7 separate regions of the Mus musculus genome follow, and regions 2, 3, 4, 5, 6 and 7 are each linked to region 1. The links are chromatin contacts, called in public HiCAR-type, HiChIP or PLAC-seq and promoter capture Hi-C maps. All regions are on one chromosome and are shown on one strand. Each heading gives the region's core, a stretch centred on a gene start, on an enhancer-like site or on the middle of the called end of the contact. The rest is flanking DNA. Distances are from core to core; before and after follow the strand shown.

What was found. Promoter capture Hi-C pulls out the DNA fragments that hold promoters and counts their contacts. HiCAR-type assays count read pairs that join an accessible place to other places. HiChIP or PLAC-seq counts read pairs in DNA pulled down with a chosen protein or histone mark. Capture Hi-C pulls out chosen DNA fragments and counts their contacts.
Region 2: a contact with region 1 is called in a HiCAR-type map of astrocytes, with 2.9 times the contacts expected there. The contact joins the promoter of Trmt1l here to the promoter of Tsen15 in region 1. A contact is called at or near these places in 4 of 39 promoter capture datasets (the C10 cell line, embryonic stem cells, hematopoietic stem and progenitor cells and 1 more), 1 of 484 Hi-C or Micro-C datasets (B cells), 7 of 115 datasets of contacts at active chromatin or transcription factors (acute myeloid leukemia, astrocytes, embryonic stem cells and 3 more) and 2 of 9 other capture datasets (adipose tissue and liver).
Region 3: an H3K4me3 HiChIP or PLAC-seq map of bone marrow-derived macrophages shows a contact between it and region 1, with 5 times the contacts expected there. The contact joins the promoter of Lamc1 here to the promoter of Tsen15 in region 1.
Region 4: a promoter capture Hi-C map of pre-B cells shows a contact between it and region 1, with 3 times the contacts expected there. The contact joins the promoter of Rnf2 here to the promoter of Tsen15 in region 1. A contact is called at or near these places in 16 of 39 promoter capture datasets (the 3T3-L1 cell line, 3T3-L1-derived adipocytes, the C10 cell line and 9 more), 2 of 484 Hi-C or Micro-C datasets (the HPC-7 cell line and palatal mesenchyme), 3 of 115 datasets of contacts at active chromatin or transcription factors (bone marrow-derived macrophages, large pre-B cells and pro-B cells) and 1 of 9 other capture datasets (macrophages).
Region 5: a promoter capture Hi-C map of adipose tissue shows a contact between it and region 1. The contact joins the promoter of Niban1 here to the promoter of Tsen15 in region 1. A contact is called at or near these places in 3 of 39 promoter capture datasets (the 3T3-L1 cell line, hippocampal neurons and pre-B cells), 1 of 484 Hi-C or Micro-C datasets (palatal mesenchyme), 1 of 115 datasets of contacts at active chromatin or transcription factors (memory CD8 T cells) and 2 of 9 other capture datasets (adipose tissue and liver).
Region 6: a promoter capture Hi-C map of hippocampal neurons shows a contact between it and region 1, with 2.4 times the contacts expected there. The contact joins the promoter of Lamc2 here to the promoter of Tsen15 in region 1. A contact is called at or near these places in 3 of 39 promoter capture datasets (cranial neural crest, frontonasal cranial neural crest and hippocampal neurons) and 1 of 115 datasets of contacts at active chromatin or transcription factors (bone marrow-derived macrophages).
Region 7: a promoter capture Hi-C map of the 3T3-L1 cell line shows a contact between it and region 1, with 3 times the contacts expected there. The contact joins the enhancer-like site here to the promoter of Tsen15 in region 1. A contact is called at or near these places in 3 of 39 promoter capture datasets (the 3T3-L1 cell line, the C10 cell line and pre-B cells), 3 of 484 Hi-C or Micro-C datasets (B cells, cortical neurons and palatal mesenchyme), 3 of 115 datasets of contacts at active chromatin or transcription factors (bone marrow-derived macrophages, embryonic limb bud and large pre-B cells) and 2 of 9 other capture datasets (liver and macrophages).

The regions. Positions count from the first base shown.
Region 1 is chr1:152,385,389-152,387,991 of GRCm38.p6, reverse strand. It overlaps Tsen15 (tRNA splicing endonuclease subunit 15), which reads left to right and starts at 1,310. Exons shown (of 5, transcript NM_025677.3): 1 at 1,310-1,533. The coding sequence starts at 1,408.
Region 2 is chr1:151,427,254-151,429,856 of GRCm38.p6, reverse strand. Trmt1l (tRNA methyltransferase 1 like) reads right to left here and starts at 1,315. Exons shown (of 15, transcript NM_026876.4): 1 at 755-1,315. The coding sequence starts at 980. It overlaps Swt1 (SWT1 RNA endoribonuclease homolog (S. cerevisiae)), which reads left to right and starts at 1,422. Exons shown (of 20, transcript NM_025819.4): 1 at 1,422-1,560.
Region 3 is chr1:153,331,501-153,334,103 of GRCm38.p6, reverse strand. It overlaps Lamc1 (laminin, gamma 1), which reads left to right and starts at 1,318. Exons shown (of 28, transcript NM_010683.2): 1 at 1,318-1,976. The coding sequence starts at 1,565.
Region 4 is chr1:151,499,681-151,502,283 of GRCm38.p6, reverse strand. Rnf2 (ring finger protein 2) reads left to right here and starts at 1,293. Exons shown (of 7, transcript NM_011277.3): 1 at 1,293-1,565.
Region 5 is chr1:151,570,095-151,572,697 of GRCm38.p6, reverse strand. It overlaps Niban1 (niban apoptosis regulator 1), which reads right to left and starts at 1,325. Exons shown (of 14, transcript NM_022018.3): 1 at 1,114-1,325. The coding sequence starts at 1,168.
Region 6 is chr1:153,185,147-153,187,749 of GRCm38.p6, reverse strand. Lamc2 (laminin, gamma 2) reads left to right here and starts at 1,303. Exons shown (of 24, transcript NM_008485.3): 1 at 1,303-1,496; 2 at 1,649-1,841. The coding sequence starts at 1,763.
Region 7 is chr1:151,716,542-151,719,144 of GRCm38.p6, reverse strand. It overlaps Niban1 (niban apoptosis regulator 1), which reads right to left. Exons shown (of 14, transcript NM_022018.3): 14 at 1-1,916. The coding sequence ends at 799. Among named protein-coding and RNA genes, the nearest start is that of Gm41969, 19 kb to the left of the region's middle. Within about 2 kb of position 1,289, at least 46 of the 459 cell types and tissues checked have an H3K27ac peak or open chromatin away from gene starts, as enhancers often do. A contact at or near this core is called in B cells, where this site is marked.

The sequences.
Region 1 (2,603 bases), core at 61-2,560:
TCATTTCTTCAGTGTTTTCTACCTCCTTCTCCTATTAGTTCACTAACATGGGGCAACTCCTTAAGGCGTTGTTCATTCTCTGCGTGTTCGTTTACTGTGACAGGTTTTGATCTATAGTCCAGGCTGATCTAGAACTCACTCTGTAGACTCAGCTGGGCTCAACATCACAATCCTCCCATTTCAGCCTCCTGAATACTGAGATCATGATCATTCACCACTAAGCCTGGCACTTTGCCCCCTGCCACCCTCACACTTATGAAAATAACATCTCACTCTTTGTTCATCTGTAGTGATTTCTCTTGATCTATCTGCAACTTCACCTGCTCTTCCCCCCAAATTCCATTTTGGTTGTCAAAAATCACCCACTGGAAATCTTTATTTCCAAAACTGTAATCTTGAACTACAGAATACCTATTTGGATTTTAAAAAAAATTTTCATTTTTGAGATTTGACCCTTGAGATTTCCATCCATTAAAAATATGGTTTGTTGTATTTCATTGCTGATGGATGTAATGGTCTCATCAAAGTTTTGTTTCAACACAAGATTCTTTTTTTTTTTTTTTTTTTTTTTTTTTTGGTTTTTCGAGACAGGATTTCTCTGTGAAGCCCTGGCTGTTCTGGAACTCTCTCTGTAGACCAGGCTGGCCTCGAATTCAGAAATCCACCTGCCTCTGCCTCCCAAGTGCTGGGATTAAAGGCGTGGGCCACCACTGCCTGGTTCAACACAAGATTCTTAATCTACTGCGTTTTGAATCACAAGTTTTCTTTTGCCTGGTACTTTTTTAATTTTGGAAGCCTTTTTGGTCTTGGTTAATATAGTGGCTTTGTAACCACTCCTCTTAATACCAGGAACCTCCACTGGCTCCTTTCTTACTCAGGGTAAATCCAAACCCACTTGCCATGTCCTACCCATCAGTCTGAAGGGTCACATCTTTGGCTTTTTAAGTCATTTGTTTACGTTAGTTCTCAGTACCCGTTCAACACTTCATGTTTTTTTCTAATCTTGAAAGATGGACTTGCTTTACAACTGTGTTTTAATTTTAAACTTCGACAGCAGGGCATTGAATGGGGTCTTTTTCTGCTCCCAGGAATTGAAGGCAAAGACGGGTTAAGAATCCTTCATTTCTCAAGCTAGAGAGCACGGGTTTATGAAGGGCTGAAGAATTCTGAATTCAGGTTATTAGTTAACTTTCTCTACCCTACAACCTGCCCAGACTGGAGGTGGTGAAGAGGGAAGGTGGAGGGGGCGGAGCTCATCCGCGCTGGTGCCGGTCCCTAGTCAGAGGGCGTGGCCCGGCCAACTCTCCGCCCAGTGTGCGCGGCGGGAAGCGGAACTCCCGCGCGCTGGACCGTCTGCTTCTGGCCGAGCGGGGTTTGCGGTGCACCACGGCTTTCTGCGCGGGCGGCATGGAGGAGCGCAGCGATTCCAAACCTACCCCGGGATGTAGCGGGCCTGGCCCGGCTCCCGTTCGCGATGGCGGCGGCGCCCACACATGGGCTCCGGAGGACGCCTGGATGGGCACACACCCTAAGGTCAGGAGGCGCGAGGCCAGCAGGGCGCCGACCCGGCCCTCGGCACCGCGCTCCCTCTCCGGCCCGCGTCTCGGCGGAGGACGCACGCCAGCCTCGCGGCGTGGGGTAGGGGGGGACCCCCGAGTGCAAGGCCACTGGTCGCCCGCAGTGTCATTTTTGTTTGTTTATATGAGTTATATAGTATAGATTAACACCATTCCTGTCATGCTGCCAAGGCCACTCTTAACCCAGAGGCCGCTGATGAGCCCTCCATTAATACCTGTTTTCCTAACTATGTAGTCCTTTCTGAGATGGGCTGAGTCCACAGCTAACCGATCAGAAACAGTTTGTGGACTACGGCTGAGATCTAGGAGTCCGCAAATAATGTATTTAGGCACAGTCGTATTACACTTAGCCTTAGGCCCAAAGTGTGCATCTTGATTCTGTATGGGGACAGAATCCTAATTTTTCTTCTTTCTTGGAAAGCTTGAGTAAGTTCTTGTACAGGCCAGAGAACTATTGACATTGTATTTTCTGTGTTGGCCTCAAGGAAAATAAGGATAACCTTCTGCTTGCTTCTGCTTGGGAAATTGATAACTTTGTATCCGTTAAGCCACAAGCAGTCTGCTGATAATGAATGAAGGCTGTACAGAGACCTCCAGGACTGGTTCATTAATAAAATGGCAACTCCCCCCTTTGAGAGTTATTGAGTCGGATAAGTGTGTTAAAACAATCAAGGAAAGCGAATATTTGTAAATACAAATCTTAAAAAAGGAACCTTTCAGCACTTCATGAAGCTTGGTGGGTTTTTTTATTTTTTGTTTTTGTTTGTTTGTTTTGGTTTTGGTTTTTCGAGACAGGGTTTCTCTGTATAGCCCTGGCTGTCCTGGAACTCACCTTGTAGACCAGGGTGGTCTAGAACTCAGAAATCCGCCTGCCTCTGCCTCCCGAGTGCTGGGATTAAAGGTGTGAGCCATCACGCCCATCTATGCTTGGTGTTTTCTTTGATTTCCCATCATCGACTCCATAAACAATAGCGTGGGAATGTCACTAGTTACCATAACGACAGGGGAGGATGTAGAGAGAAACAG
Region 2 (2,603 bases), core at 66-2,565, 960 kb after region 1:
TATAAAGATCCATTTATGGACCACAGATTTGTTGAAAAAAAAAACAAAACTCGTTGAATTTTTTTTTTTTAGGCCCGCTGTGCAAAATGTTAAGAAGATCCTTAAAATGCTAATAATTATCAGTCTTATGTTTCTTATATGAACCGAAAAACCACCACTCGGAACATGTATAAACACATTCAGAAAATAAAAATATGGGCTATACGTTTTCACGATCGTTGTCCTTTGGAATGAAGTACAAAGCTCAATTAGTATTTGGCAGATACAAGAGACGGAGTTTCTATTCTCGGGAGCAAAGTATACTCCAGCAATGAGACAAATCCATCAGTGTGTATAAGTCCTGACTGAAAAATGCTTTCAGTTTCTCAATCTTGATCTACTACTACCTTAGTACCTCCATTACTGTAACACAGTGGAAAGTTTTAAAACTATTGTAGACTGGGTTGAGATGGAAACTACTAAAGACACTAACGGACACAGCCACTAATTTCATTGTTTATTTTTCTCTGCCTCACGCCTGGCCTTCATATATCCTTCAGGATGATATCCTCGAGGTTTATGGAAGAAGTATCCCTTTCCATGCTGTATTCCTTTTACTCTTACCTGCCGCTCTGGTTCCTCCTCCTCCTCCCATTTTTCTAAATTTGCCTTTCCACATTAAAAAAAACACCCTGGAGAAGGGCCTCCCCTATTCCCCAGCGAGGCATGGTTTCTCGCTTCTCTGCGGCAGAGAGATCAGGCCGTCTGCACTTACTGCTTTCAGCCTCCTCGGGGACAGAGGCTAGGGACGGGGACAGGGCCGGAGCCGGGGCCGGGGCAAGGGCTGGGGCTGGATCCGAGTCCGGCGTCGGAGCCGAGTCCAGAGCCGTATCTGCGGCCGGAGCTGGGACCGGAGCCGAATCCGGGGCCCGGGTCGGGACCCTGACCTGGGCCTCCTCCTTCTCCTGGGGTAGCAGCTCCTCCTCCGCCATATTCTCCATAGTTACGGCCTCCGAGCCAGGGGACGCGGAGGGGACTCGCGGCGGAGTGGGTTAATAGACGTTAATGCACACAGGGCTGGATCCAAGGGCGGGGAAGCAATTGGGAAGGCTGTACGCGTGCCACAGACAAACGGCGGAGCTCCAGTGACCCAACCCTGTCAGCAGAAAAACTGAAAGCCAGAGGCAGCGGTTCGACCCTTCGCCGGCTTCCCCTTCCCCGAGGCGTTACGACGCCACCACAGACTGCGCAGAAGCGTGTGGCGGACAGTGTCCAATGAGGAAAAAGAGTTCCGTTTCCTCGGTACGTCCTCTGCATCACTGGCCGCCACCGAACCGAAATAAGACTACAACACCCAGGAGGCATCGCGCCTCATGGGCGGTGCTCAGTTCCGGTCCTTGGAGGAAACACACACAGAGCGCCGAGAACTCTAGAATTGCCTGGAGCGTTCGGCTCCTGGCGGGGGTCCGAGTACAGAACTACATTTCCCAGTGTGCAGCGGGCTCTGGGAAGGCGCTTTGGGTGTCCGACTGGTCCGGGGAATCGCCACTGTCGCTGTGGCTGCTGCTGCCGCGGACTCAGGTAAGTTAGGGTATTCCGGGCGCGTGGACATCTCTCTGGGCGACAGCTTTTCACTGCTGGCCTCCTGTACCCGGACGTCGGTCGGGCTCGGGACCCGCGAGCTGAGGTCTGGGCCGGGCGACTGCGGGGGCTGGTCGGAGGTCGGCCGGCTCGTGGAGTGTGTGGCCGGGTTGCTCCAGCTGGACCTGAGGCGGTGGGGGGACCGATGGCGGCTTGTGTGGGGGTGGGCCGAGGCAGTTTATGAATCCCAGAAGCACTTTTCTGTCAGCCCCCTGAGGTAGAGTCCTGACTCCGCTCTCCACAACTTTCCCCCCCACAACTTGCGACCCGGACGCTCTTCACTTTTTCAATTTTGCCTCTAGGTTAAGGATAGCAGAATAGGCGCGGTGTGGTTGTAGGAGATTGTTTTGCAGTTTTGACCTGTTTTGTTTTGTTTTTTTTTAGGCTTTTACTAACAAATGTATCACTTTGATGCATTTCAGATTCTCTAAGGAATATGGCCAGGGAATCCTCTGCGCCTCAAGTTTTATAAATATATATATCCTGGACTTGTTTATCACCGAAGTCTTATTTGTTCTCTTCACTTTATTTCTAATAAGCACACTGGAGCAGACTGGAAAAACAAAACAAAAACAACCCAAATTGATCTTTCTTTCAGGTTGCCTGCTTCGGACTGTCTTGAGCGTTTAAGGCAAGAGGGGAGGTTCTCAGGTTTTTTTCCTCTGTTGGGAAACCATAGGAGACGGTGTGTGATTGTTTGTTACTTTGAAATGCTGTCTGGAAGTTTTGCTCTCTCATTGTCCTTCCTAGTTGGAGTGTTTGAAGGTGTTTTTCCTTCCCCAGTTTAACGTAAACTTTGTCCCCACCAGTCTTTTGCAAGTTCTAAAGCCCTTAAGGGCTACGAATGTACTTATCTCAGTGGTAAAGTATTTGCTTAGCTCCTTAGCTTAAAGGTCAGAAGCCTGGCCCCACAAGACGACTGAAGGCCTTTTAACCGCTTTTGGACTAGGATTCCTATGTGGGGAGTTAACTATTTAACGATT
Region 3 (2,603 bases), core at 69-2,568, 950 kb before region 1:
GTATCATTATCTTAAAAAGACTACTGATCCGGAGCTTACACTTTGCTGGTCTGCTTTGCATCTTGGGTTGGGATTAGCACAGTGTGCTGCCAAGCCCGGCTCTCAGCTGGTTCATTTTTACAGCACCCTCCCTTCCCCTGTCTGCTGGTCCTATCAGCACTGCAGGTAGTTCTGATCTGAGACTAAAACGCATGATCTTTTGGCTCGGGCTCTGGGAACTGAGTCATTCTGGCACTGACAATATTCTGTGACTCAGCAGGTCCGAAGAGGAGGATGTCAGAATCCAGATAATTTCGAGTCTTTTAAAGGCAAGCTAGGACACACAAACAACAGAGTGGAAGAATTTCAAAGCAGGTCTGCGTATCCAGGGGAAAATGTCATTCCATTCCCAGCCTTCTCACTTCCTTCCTTGCCCGGTTAAATGACAGTCACATTTTAATTTAGAGCAAGGAAATCACAAAATTGACTCTGAAGCTGAGATCGAGCCCTGTGTTCCACAGGGATCCAGTCCCTTGGACACCTCGGGATCTCTCCCCTCAGCGTGGGCAGGGCTTGCCCCGGGATACAGGAGGCAATGCCCGGGACGGCTGGGGAGGGCGAGGTCACGCAGGCCACCGCACCGTTGCGCTGTGTTCAGGCTCCAGAGTCAGGTAGTGGCTGAGCTATACCGTAAGGACTGACATCTGGTTGGGCCAGGGTCCAAGTCCTCATGAAGTCAAAAACACAGATTCCGGGCCACCTCACCCACCTGCGTCTCCCTTTAAGAACCTCCTCTTAGCCTCATACCCTCCAGGGCAAGATCCTCTAAGGTACAAGACCTGGATGAGGGTTCCCAACCCACCGAAGCCCCTACCCTCCCAGCATGCACTGCCCAGCACCCCACACCCCACGCCCCGCCCTCCTTCCCTCACTCACGCTCCCTCTCCGCCCACCTTGGGCCCCTCCCTCTTACCCCCTCGCCCAGCCCACCTCTAGTCACGCCCATCCAGAAGTCCTCCCACTTGACCCCTTGCCTCTTCCATCTCGCGCCCCCCTCCCTTTTGCTGCCGGTCCCGCCCTCCTCGCACCCCACCCTCCTACTCCACCGCCCCGCCCACCTCGCGCCCGGTCCTCTGGCTCCCGCCCCTCCCATCTCGCTTCTCTGGCCCACCGCCCTCCAGGCCGCCCCCGCCGCCGCCGGGAGTCGCTGGGGAGGACGCGTAGGGCGGGGAGCAGCTCCTGGCCCGCGTGAGCTGCCGAGGAGGCCGGCCTTGGGTTTTCTCCACCGCCAGATCCCACCCCGCCGGGCAGACCCCACCCCCTTCTCCTTCCTCCTGGGGCGCGCTCTCGAGTGCGCGCTCGGAAGTCGGGGGTCGGCGCACAGTGCAGGCTGCGCACCGGGAGGTAGCGGAGGCAGCGCGATCTTGGCTCGGACGCCCACCCATCGGCTCTGCGTCCGGCTCTCGGCCTCCAGCCCGGTCCACAGCCCGGCCTCGGCCCGCAGCGGAGGATCGGCCTCGGGATACGCCGCTAGGCGAGTGCAGCGCGGCACCCCAGCCTTTGCCGAGGGCCCGCGCGCAGCGGGATGACGGGCGGCGGGCGGGCCGCGCTGGCCCTGCAGCCCCGGGGGCGGCTGTGGCCGCTGTTGGCTGTGCTGGCGGCTGTGGCGGGCTGTGTCCGGGCGGCCATGGACGAGTGCGCGGATGAGGGCGGGCGGCCGCAGCGCTGCATGCCGGAGTTTGTTAATGCCGCCTTCAATGTGACCGTGGTGGCTACCAACACGTGTGGGACTCCGCCCGAGGAGTACTGCGTGCAGACTGGGGTGACCGGAGTCACTAAGTCCTGTCACCTGTGCGACGCCGGCCAGCAGCACCTGCAACACGGGGCAGCCTTCCTGACCGACTACAACAACCAGGCCGACACCACCTGGTGGCAAAGCCAGACTATGCTGGCCGGGGTGCAGTACCCCAACTCCATCAACCTCACGCTGCACCTGGGTAAGCGATGACAGCCCCGTCCCCACTACTCGCTCACGGTCCAGCTCCGGGGCCGCATCCATGGAGCCGCTGGTCCGGCCTGAGGGGCCTGTCCAGCCGCGTGCTGACGGTCTGTTCTCCAGCGTGGGCCACACACAGAAATTCCTTTCTCCAACTTCTAAAATTCATCTCGCTTTGAACATCCGGTGAGGGCCACCATGTCCCACGCTAGCATCTCTCTCTTTTTTTCTTACTCTTTCTAGTCCAACCGGATTCTCGTTCCGTTGATTCTTTTCTATTTCAGCAGTTAGGATTTTGGACCAACACCCCCCCACCCCCTTTTGCACCCTGAGGCGCTAATGAAACACTCATCCTGGCAGGACAGGACTATCACATAGCATGCTTACATTAGAGTCTTGAAGGTCCACTTTCAAACACTTGTCTTTAAAATGTTTGTCTGTCTCCAGGGTTGAGAATGATTGCTCTTAGTTTTGATAGGGGAATTTGAGGGGAGCAAATGCCTTTGCCGCCGGTATTTCTATGTGTAATTAAAGTGGAAGTTCACTTTTAAAGTTACTGTTCTTCAGAGCTGTTCAGCCTTAATTAGGAGCTGTTTCACTGCTAATCCTAGTTGGGAGAAAACAGAAA
Region 4 (2,603 bases), core at 44-2,543, 890 kb after region 1:
AACCTTGGGCTTTTTAAATTGCTAGAGTGGACAGTAAGTGTGAGCACCAATCCTGGTTGGTCACATCTGGGATTAACAAAACACCAAACAACTGAGCACACTCGTGAATGTTTTCTTGATTGGATCATTCAAGCCTTGAAGTCCCATCTGAACTCTTTGCCACACCTTCTGTGGTAGCATACAAAAAAGGAAGGGGTGAGTAGAAAGCTTTCGCCAGCAAGATCTGATGCTGAGACATTACTTTACTGATATTAAAAAACACTTCTTTGGATTCCAACATAGGCCAACGACCCGCTGACACAGCCAGCACCAAGGGCTTAAAACTACTAGGTTCTTCACCTTGTAGTTTGGAGACAGTACTGTTGGCTTAGACCACAGCCTGTAAGCCACTCTAATACCCACCCCACCTCTCTCTATATTGCATATACTTAATATCCCCCCTCTCTATATGCTGAATATATTTAATATATATGCATTCTATTAGTTGTTTCTATAGAAAACCCCGAATAATACAATAAGTAAGAAAATTTTAAGCCACAGAAAAGGAATTCCATAATAACGTTACTGGAAGCTATAAGCCACCTCGCCCAATTTCAGTGCAGTGCAAATTAAGTGCCTTCCCATTTATCATCTGCTATTCTTGATTATCCTTTCAAGAGACCATGACCAATGAAACATTTTGAAGTTAGGGAACTTTTTTTCCTACGTGTTACTTAAAAGTTAAATGCAGGAATTACCGAGTGACAACTTGCAGGCTATTTTTTTGGGTAGTGGTGGTGGTAATGACAACTATCTATGGCTACTTATATTTTCAAATTCAGAACACTGAAAGCGTCAAGGAGGTCGATATAAAGAGTAGCAAGGAGATCATTAGGGACGTACTAACAAGCGCCTATTTCCAGAGTTGAAGGTCACTTTCCTTAGATCTTGCTGGCTTTGTATGCCTTAGAGATCCAAAGTCCGGAAAGTTCTGCAGCAGAAACCCTGAGGATTTACTTGGGCTGGGATGACTACGAGGACGAGGACGAAGTCAGGGGCTGGAAGCCCAAATCGAAACCTCAGCAGCGGGAGGGAAGGCGCAACCTGTGGGCTCAGACAGGCCCAGAAAGGCTCCAGGACGGGGGAAACAGACAGAAAGAAGACGCCCAAGTCAGCAGGCGTTGGCTGGGGGCTGCGCCGGCGCTGGGGGCGTCTGGCGAGCTGTAGCCACGGGCGGGGGCGGAGCCAGGGCCAGGGTGTGGGCGTGGCCCGGCGGTCCGGGCCTGCACTAGGCACGCCCCTTCCCCTACGCCAGGGGCCTCCCCGCGCGGTGCGCGTCCGCGTCCCGCGCCTCCGCCTCCTCGCTCGCTCGCTCGCTCGCTCGCTCCTTCCCGCCCTCCCCGCAGCTCCGGCCGAGCCGGCTCCCCCCTCCCCAGTCTCTCATGAATATTGAGCGGCCCCTGTTGTATTTCCCGAGCTCCATTGCGGAAGCCGAGACTCGCCATATTGTGCGGCGGCGCCGGCGGTTGATTCTCGAGTCTCGCTCCGGCCACTGCCAGCGCACCCCCGGGCTGGGGCAGGAGCCGGTGAGCTAGGCAGGGAGGGGGATGGCGACGTCTGCGAGGGCGGCGGGCTGGGGCAGGGGCACCCGGAACGGGCCGCGGCCCGAGCGGCGGCGGGGCTGGGGGTGTGTGTGTGTGTGTGTGTCCGCGGCCGCGAGGGGCCGTGAGGCGATGGCGCCGCCGCCCCCGGCCGTTCGCTCCGCCGCTCGCGGCCCGCCCGGGAGGGCTCATTGTTCGCGGCCCGTGAGCACCGGGCTGGCGAAGCGTCCGGAGCCCTTCGGGGAAGCGCACCCGCGCGGCCCTGGGCTTACGGCGGCCGGGGCCTCGAGGGCGGCACCGGAGCGCTGGGAGAACTTAGCCCTGGGCTTGCTCGCGGGGCCCGGAGGTCGGCGCCGTGGGGGCGGGGAGGGGCGCTCCGGGCCGACAGCTCTCCTTTGGGACCTGGCACCGGGGTGGGCTCGGGATCCCCTCTCGGCCCCACATTCCTGGAGAGCCGCCGCCTGCCCCGGAGTATCTGTTGCCGCCTCCGCGAGCCACGGGCTCACCCTGGAGGCGGTGTTGGGGGAGGGGGCGACTCCGTGGGTTCGAGCTGCTTCGCGTTTTGACCCCGGGCTGTGTTTGCCGAAATCCTTGGTCCACTCCCTCTGCCTGTCGGCTCCCGAGTCCCGGCCCTTGTTAGAATCGTTTCCTCGCTTCAGAAGTCGCCTTCATACTCGCAGAGATATTGTTGTTGGTTTAAAAAAAAAAAAAAAAAAAAAGGTCGGTCTTGGAAACTTTGAGGTTCCTTTCTTTGCTTTTGCCCACCGGAACAGATTACCGATTCATGTCCCCGAAGCCCCGTTGGGTGTCTTTTTAAAGAAGCTGTCGGAAGTTTGTATGCCTTGTGACTTGTTGTGGAAATGTCAGACTTTCTACACGGTGTGTGAAAAAGCTTAGCTAGGCTTTTAAGTATTTGGTATGCGGTTATTTCTTTTGAAATAAAAAAAAAGGAAGGCATAGTGTCAAGTAATTTAAGCCATATTTTAATTAAAAGTACCATAAGTCATTTGCATTCAATTATTT
Region 5 (2,603 bases), core at 76-2,575, 820 kb after region 1:
CCAGAGCAATAAGACAGCTAAAAATTATCAAGCGGATACAAATCGGAAAGGAAGAAGTCAAAGTATCGCTATTTTTGGATGATATCATAATATACATAAATGACCCCAAAATCTACCAGAGAACTCCTACAGCTGATAAATTCTGCAAAGTGGCTGCATATAAAATTAACTCAAAGAAATCAGTAGCCCTCCTTTAATACATACTTTTCAAAGTACTTGGGAAGCCAGGAGTGGGGCACTAAATTCATAGCTAGCTGAATGTCTGTGGCTGAGGGCAAGATTAGGGTGGGTGGGGTAAGAACCAAACACAACGAAAGATAAGAACTCTGGATTTCCTGCAGTTTCTGTGCCACCGAGTTTTGGTTTCTTCTGCCTGTCTCTCTCTTACTGAATCACTCCGTAGGTCAAGATCTCCTAAAAAGATGTTTCTCCCCATCTATAGCTTTAACAACTGTTGCAAAAACACTCCGAGCTTCCCCTTTTGTTTTCCTCCCTCTCAGGGGAAGGAAGGGAACCATCCAACCTGAAAAGGTAAAGATTTCATCCTTTCTGCTTCTGATGAAATCGCCCTGCAATTGGTGTGAAGTTCAGGAGAAGGTGTGGCCTGCGCTGCACTTTACAAAACCAGGCCAATATGACCCGGAGGGAAATTCTGATAGCCCAGGAACTCCCCACCACTACCACTAAGGAAATCTCAAAACTCGAGGGGATAACCCCAGTAAACCTCTAACCTTTGGAAATTACTCAGAGCCAAGTACAAACAAGAAAGATGTCTCCCCAGCAGGGAAGGAACAGATTCTGAGGCTGGAGGGGCACAGGGCGGGGGCAGGAGGGGTGGAGTGCGAGGGGGCACCAACAAAGTTCTCTCCAGCCACCCTGGGAGTACCTGCCTCTCACGTGTGTCCTGCATCATCCCGTCCCTACTCTCTACCCCACCTGAGTCGCGGGTGCTTGAAACAGGACACCGGGGCTCCGCTCCCGGAGGCGAGCGCAAGTCTAGGAGCCCAACGCCCGCCGGTAGCACCAGCTAGCCAGTGCTCCCTCGGAAGATCAGCGTGCAGGTGACCAGGCTAGCCCTGGCTCTGCGCCACCCTGCCGCCCTGGCCGCCGTACCTCGGATGTAGGCGCACTTGCCCTCGTCCAGCTGGCTGGAAGCTGAGCCGCCCATGGCCGCGGTGCTGCACGGGAGGCAGAGGACTGACACCAACTGCGCCTGCTGCTTGCCGCTGAAGGTGGATGTGTCAGGGAACTGGCTCTGTAATTAAAGGGCCAACTTCCTTGAGAGGCGTCGCCGGCCCGGGCGCCTCCTCCAGGCCCGCGCCCTCGGAAGATGTGTGGGCTGGCCCGGGGGCTGTCTTCCCGCCCTCGCTGCGCTGGAACCCCGGGGGCTGTCCTAGGAACTCCAGGGAGTAACCATAGTAAAAATACTTTCCTCCTTCTCGAGACTGACTTTTCACCAGTTTGGGGACAGCCCAGACCCATCGTGGAGGGAGTGGAGAGAGCGGACTTCTTCCATGTGACTGTAACTTCTCCCAGATGGAGATTTACAGTCCCACCAGGTGGAGGTCAGGAGCCCTTCCCCTTCCTGTTCTCCAGCCACCTGTCCACAGATCCCCCACTCCCATCCGCATCCCCACCTCCGGAATTCCCTTGCACGGAAGTATGGGAACCTTGGAGAGTCAAAGCTTCTTGTAACCAAGCACTTGGATTTGAGAGATGGGAACTGAAGGGGAAGCAGGGGAGAGAAATGGGAGAAGCCAAGGCCGGTTCCACACACTAAGTAAGCCCTGAACCTGCCTACGACTCCAGGGAGTCTGTCCTGACACCTTAACCTTCAAGTCTTCTTACCACGTGGTTTCTCGTATGCAAGGCCACTATCTCTTCAGCTTGGCCGCCTCAGGCAAGAACACCCTGGGCAGAGGGGTCATCCTGATTTCTTTCTGTTCTTAGTGGCCAGGAGTTTTACAATTCCTATCAACTTAACCAGGCCTAAAGAGGACTTTAAGGCTTCTCCACAGCTGCCTCTAAAGTTAATTCACCAGAACTTTAACACATATTTCTCACAGCTCACACACCGAGTCTCTCGCACCCTGTACACTAGATCATCAGTAAAATCCTGTCGAGTCTAATTTCAAAATATGTCCAACGTCCAGGGAATTCTTACCATCTCCACTGCCCTCGTTTCTCACATTAAGCCTCACAACAGTCTAACCCGGCTCCGGGCTTCAAAGGAAAAGCCAAGGGTCTATTATAGCCTGAGGGGTGGGGGGCTTCCCCTCTCATTTACCAGCGTTTCTGTCTCTGCTCTCTAGGTTCCAGCCCCTGCCCTGCTCGCTCCCCTATGCCAAGGTGAACCACTTGCTCAGTTTTCCTCTCTGGGTGCCTCATTCATTCAACTCTCACAGGCTAACATCTTCAGGCTCATGAACAGAGTGCTGCTAGTAGCATTCCTGGAGCTCTGGGTTTGCACCTCAGCATCTCACAAACAAGGTGTGCCAGTGCGTATCTGCAATTCCTGCACTCTGGGAGGCGAACGAACGCTGGAGGAGTGGGCTACATGGAGAGTCGGAGGCCAGCTTGAGCTACATGAAAAGCAGTATCAA
Region 6 (2,603 bases), core at 54-2,553, 800 kb before region 1:
GAAACAAGTGTGCTCCCTCTCTCTCTCTCTCTCCCTCTCCCTCTCCCTCTCCCTCTCCCTCTCCCTCTCCCTCTCCCTCTCCCTCTCCCTCTCCCTCTCCCTCTCCCTCTCCCTCTCCCTCTCCCTCTCCCCCTCTCTCTCTGTCCACCGCATAGCTGCTACTGGAAGAAAAAAATTATAGATGCCTGCTCTCAAGGAACTGAAGTGTTAGCAGTAGCTGGGCACTGATTCTGAGTGAGAAGAATCTCCACATTATTTGGACAGAGCAGAAGAGAGTTGAGTCTAGGTTAAGAAAATTAGAATATCCATTCTGTTGCTCATTTTGCGCTAGATTTTAGAGATGTCGGCTTGTCTGCAGTACCCTATCTTGCCTCTGTTGCTCTTCAATGCTTTGTCTACTTCCTGGTTAGAACTAGGTATCTAGTTCAGACTCCATGTTCTGTACAAAGCCAGCCACATCTCTCCTGGTCAGCCTACACTGGTCACTATCACACTTAGAAATGGGAGTTCTCACACCCTTTGACAATATGTATGGATTACGTTGTTAGTTATCTTAGAGTGTTAAGCTACGGAACTATCTATGGTACAGTCATTCATTTAGTCAGTGACTAGGTATTTATTTAGGGCCTCTGCTGTCCTTACCATGAGGAAAAGAAGTGGTTATTGGTTGTAATGGATACGTTGTGTCTACATAAATACTAGTAAATCCTAAGTCTATAGCAGGATTTAAGAGCCTTCTCTGACAGTCACTTCTGCATTATTCACTGTAGGAGAAGTTCCCAGGACAGTGTGGGATAAGCCAAGATTTGCATCCCCTCCCCCACTTGGTGTTACTCACTTCAGCTAACACCGGGCTTGGCTGGCACTATCCCTCTTAACGTTATTTTCTAGCGGGGCCAGAGAGAATGTCGTGAAAAATATGCTCTGAGATGTTAAAAGACTAAGAAACCTTTTCTCTTATGAGCAGAAGGCTTGTTGAATATCAACTGTGAACTAGTTCGTAACAGTTTAATGAGTTTGCTTAATGAGTTTGCTAGTTCAAGGTTAAGGGGGTAGATAGACCCAGGAGAGCAACCTTTGGGTCACCCTGGTGTGTGTGTGTGTGTGTGTGTGTGTGTGTGTGTGTGTGTGTGTGCTTAGAAGTGAGTAAAATCAGAGGTATGTATACGTGCTGTATCTCAGAATAAAAGTTACCCTGAGAGTGAAGAGGATCGATCCTGTTGGGCCCCTCAGCCTGGTTAATTTGCCTGTGTTTTAGACTAGAGTGGAAGGGGCGTCCAACTGTGACTGGAATGGATGTCTGTGCCCTTGAGACTCCCTCGCCCCCTCCGGTTTTGAGGAAGGGGTGGCTGATATCTACAACCTGAGTTCTGCCCAGGACCACCCCGGGAGAGAACGGCTGTGTGTAGCGGGGTGCGGGTGGAGGGAGGGGATATGGCACATTCCAGAAGGATCTCTGGACCGCAGCCTCAGTACCACGCCCTCGGCGGGGCCAGGTGTGCTCCCCGGTTGCGGAGGGGGGAGCCCGGGGCCGCAGCGAGCGGGTTTACTGCTCGGCATGCGCTGAGTGTTTGTCTGCCTCGGAGGGTTGGGTCCTCCTTGTTCACAGGTGAGTCACGCCCCGAAACACCGGCTCTCTTCCTGTCAGGACTGAGTCAGGGAGAAGAGTCGATAAAACACCTGATCGAGGGAAAAGGAAGGCACAGCAGAGCGAAGACTCGGCGCCCGGCAGGCACCCGCAGCGGCGGAGCGCGGCCCGGCCATGCCTGCGCTCTGGCTCAGCTGCTGCCTTGGTGTCGCGCTCCTGCTGCCCGCAGCCCAGGCCACCTCCAGGAGGGAAGGTGAGTGCTCCCACCGCGCCTCCAACTTGCCCTTCCCTGCACACGGTGTTGGTGGCTGAATTCACCTCGAGGATCCACACTCGGTCAGGTCAAGGATCTGCAAAGAGCCTATCTCCTCCCTACCTGGGGCTCCTGTACAGTCGCGCTCTAAAGTGACAGTTTTCCCATAAAGCCAAGGGAGTTAAAAACACGAAGCTAATGGGTTGTGCCAGCTGAAGGTTTCCTTGCCCTAAAGCCATTCCTCTTTCAATTCCCTCCCTTTCTTTTCTTTGGCAACAGGGGACCCCTCCACACCCGTTCAATCAGTAACATGCTAGTCTTTAAACTGTCCGGTCCCTGTAATTTACCAGTGGGAGTTAGGTGGGACTTTTTCCATGCCCGGCAGCACCACACAGACTAAAAACAGAACTTCCATAATCCCCTTGTTATCCATGTTGTATTTTTGAGATAGAGCGTGAACTTTAAGCGTTTTAGTAATACCCGAAACTGCAAGTGTTACTTCTAAGAACAGTTTCGCCTCCCAGGTATTTATTGGACTCAAACTTCAAGTAACATTTACTCCTACCGAGAGCACCCGGTGGCTGTCATGTCCTGAGGAGTTAAGGTCATATAAACAAAATCTGCGAGAACTTAGCGACTGTTTTTCGTGTGTATGTGTCCTGTCAACTATGATGACACCTAGTGCGGGGGTTTCTCTGTCTCTTAGCTGAAGCGCTTTCCTCTGATCACCCAACTTTTCACATTCATAGTTACTGTTGCTTC
Region 7 (2,603 bases), core at 40-2,539, 670 kb after region 1:
TCTTATTTATTACTGTGACGAACAGAGCATACGGTAGCTGTTCAAATAATGTCTGTGTAATTGGCAGGTTTTGAGCTAGAACATTTAGCCAAGCACTTTGTACAGCCCAAGGCTAATTTGTGCCAATGAAATCTCTTGCCCCATCTGAGTTTCCTTAAAAGGTGATTAATTAATATAAACCAACAAAATTAACCAACAAGGAATTGATAGCAGGATTAGGAACAGGTCTAGATAGATGCTGCACAGACCTTTCACCTTGGATTTCTGCTCTGCATCACCTGAGATCTACGAGCCGTGAGTGGCTCTGGGTACTTTACAGGACAGGGACGCCTGGTTCCCAACTTCCTCTTTCGTGTGGCCTGATTGTGGACAAGAGACAGTGAAGCCGACTGAGTGGGTGGTGTGGCTGGAGTCCTTCACGTGCTTGATTAGAATGCCTTCAAGTGCAGTTCGAAATGTGTACCATGTTTCGGTGAAGAGAATATTGAGGTGTCATTTGCTGCTCCTACACTGGCCCCTCTCTGGAGCCCCTTGAACTGCCTTTCACCCCCAAGGCTCCAGTTCTCCTACCCCATTTCTACTAAAATGCTAAAGCGATCATTCATAGGGAGCACTTCAGCTCCTCAAAGACAGCTCAGCGCTCACACCCGCTAGACATTTCCTCTGGCTTCACCATTCAAATCAAAGAAATATTTCATAACTTTTATAGCAAGTCACATGCAACCCCCCTAAGGATACCCCATAACTAAGACCCCCCTTGCTGACAGTTTTAAAAGAAAAACGGCTAGCAAACTGTTCCTACCACTCCTCTGAGGGCTGCTCTGGGGAGCTCACATCAAAATCATGTACGGCTAGGATGTCAGTGCTCAGGGTATCCTCCACCAGCCACTGACAAGCATGCTCATGAGTATCATTGACTTGCTCTGTATCCATACCAAGGGCTGAGCTATCCTCCCCTCCCAGCACTTCTTGATCCCCAGAAGCCTGGGCCACCTCATTGCTCTCCATGGGACAGATGGGGTTAGAGCTTAACGTGGCATCTTCTTGAGGTGTGACTGTCACCGAATGCTCAGCCTCACCTCCTGCCTGGGGGCTGTCCTCTGTAGAAACTATGGCTGGGAGCACCTTCTCTGCTGGCTCTTGAGCCTCAAATGGCTCCTCTATGGGGCCTGGACAGCTGGTGTTCTCAGTGAGCCCCCCACTGGTGGACTGAGAGGTAGAGCCTCTACCCTCTGGCAGTATCCCCAAGTCCACCCCAGGAGCCTCAGCTTCCAAAGGCTGGGCCTCCTTCTCTCTGACTTCCCTTTCTTCACAGCTGTCCTGCTGGATGGCAGCTGGGTGGCTGGCTTCTGGGTGGATCTTGCTTTCTTCTTCTTTTATATTCTCTTGGGGAACAGGTGTCCCGTTGTGGATATCATTTTCAACCACCGGGGCAGACTCTACGGACACCGTCACAGTCAACAACTTTTTCAGTTCCTTCAGGGACCCTGGCACAGCGCTAGGCTCTGGACTTTGGCAGGTTGGTTCCTCATCTTTAAGGGTCCCCCCAGCTTCCACCTCTGACAAGTGTGAGCTGAGGGGTCCTGCTGTATTCTCTACAGTGAGAGGGCCCCCAGCAGAGTGATCCACAGACACCTGCCCATCCCCACCTGAAGGACAGCTGGACGCAGAGATGGCCAGTGAGCCAGGCACCCCAGGCTGCTCCTTCTTTTCCTCTGGCTCCTGGAACACTTCATTACTTGGGAGCTCATTATCTGGAGCTCCTGGGAGAATGGCAGATACTCTTCTGGCTGGGCTGGCCTGGTTTGACCCCATGGCGGTTTTGAGGTCTGTCAGGCTGGACACACTTTCACTGGGCAAGGCCATGTTGTCTTCAAATAAGTTGTGTTTCTTCAAGATGGCTGCCTCCGTTATCACTGAGAGAGACCAGAAAACAAAACACCATATTAGCACTCTGCCCAGTAAGCCTGGATTTTCCTATGGTACCCAGAAGCCAGACATCCCCATCGGCTCCTCTGGCTCCCCAAATTCCCAGTTTCAAGAACCAACTTATGTCCACCCTCTTGCAGGTAGCCTTTCCTGATGATCAAAACCTGCAAACTTTCCAGACTCCGAATCTTGGTAGCGTTCATTTGAAAATTTCTTCAATCAAGAAACACTTGCTAGGCATCTAATCTGAGACCAGCCCTGATGCAGAGAATAAAATAAAGCCTCTGCTTTTAAAGAGCTCAAAATCTCCAAGGGTATCATATACATGAGTGTCACCAGCCACTAAGACAAGTGGCTAGTCTGAAACTCCAATAGGACAGGTGCAGGCCTTCCTTGCTCTGCCTGGCAGTGTGGTCCCGATGGGGTAGTGGGTATTCAGGGCTAGGCATCCAGCTGAGAGAGCTTGTTTGGCCTGGAATGTTCGAGGTGAGCATTTATATGCGCCTACCTCAGTCTCAAAGGCATGGGGAAGAACAAAGACAGTCACAGCACAGACAACAGGGCCTGACAATTCAGCCACAGACCTCTGTGCAGGGCTGTAGTAACCAGCAATGCCAACTAGAAGCGGGTGTTACAGCAGAGGCAGAACCACTAGGGGCAGTCAGCACTAGTAT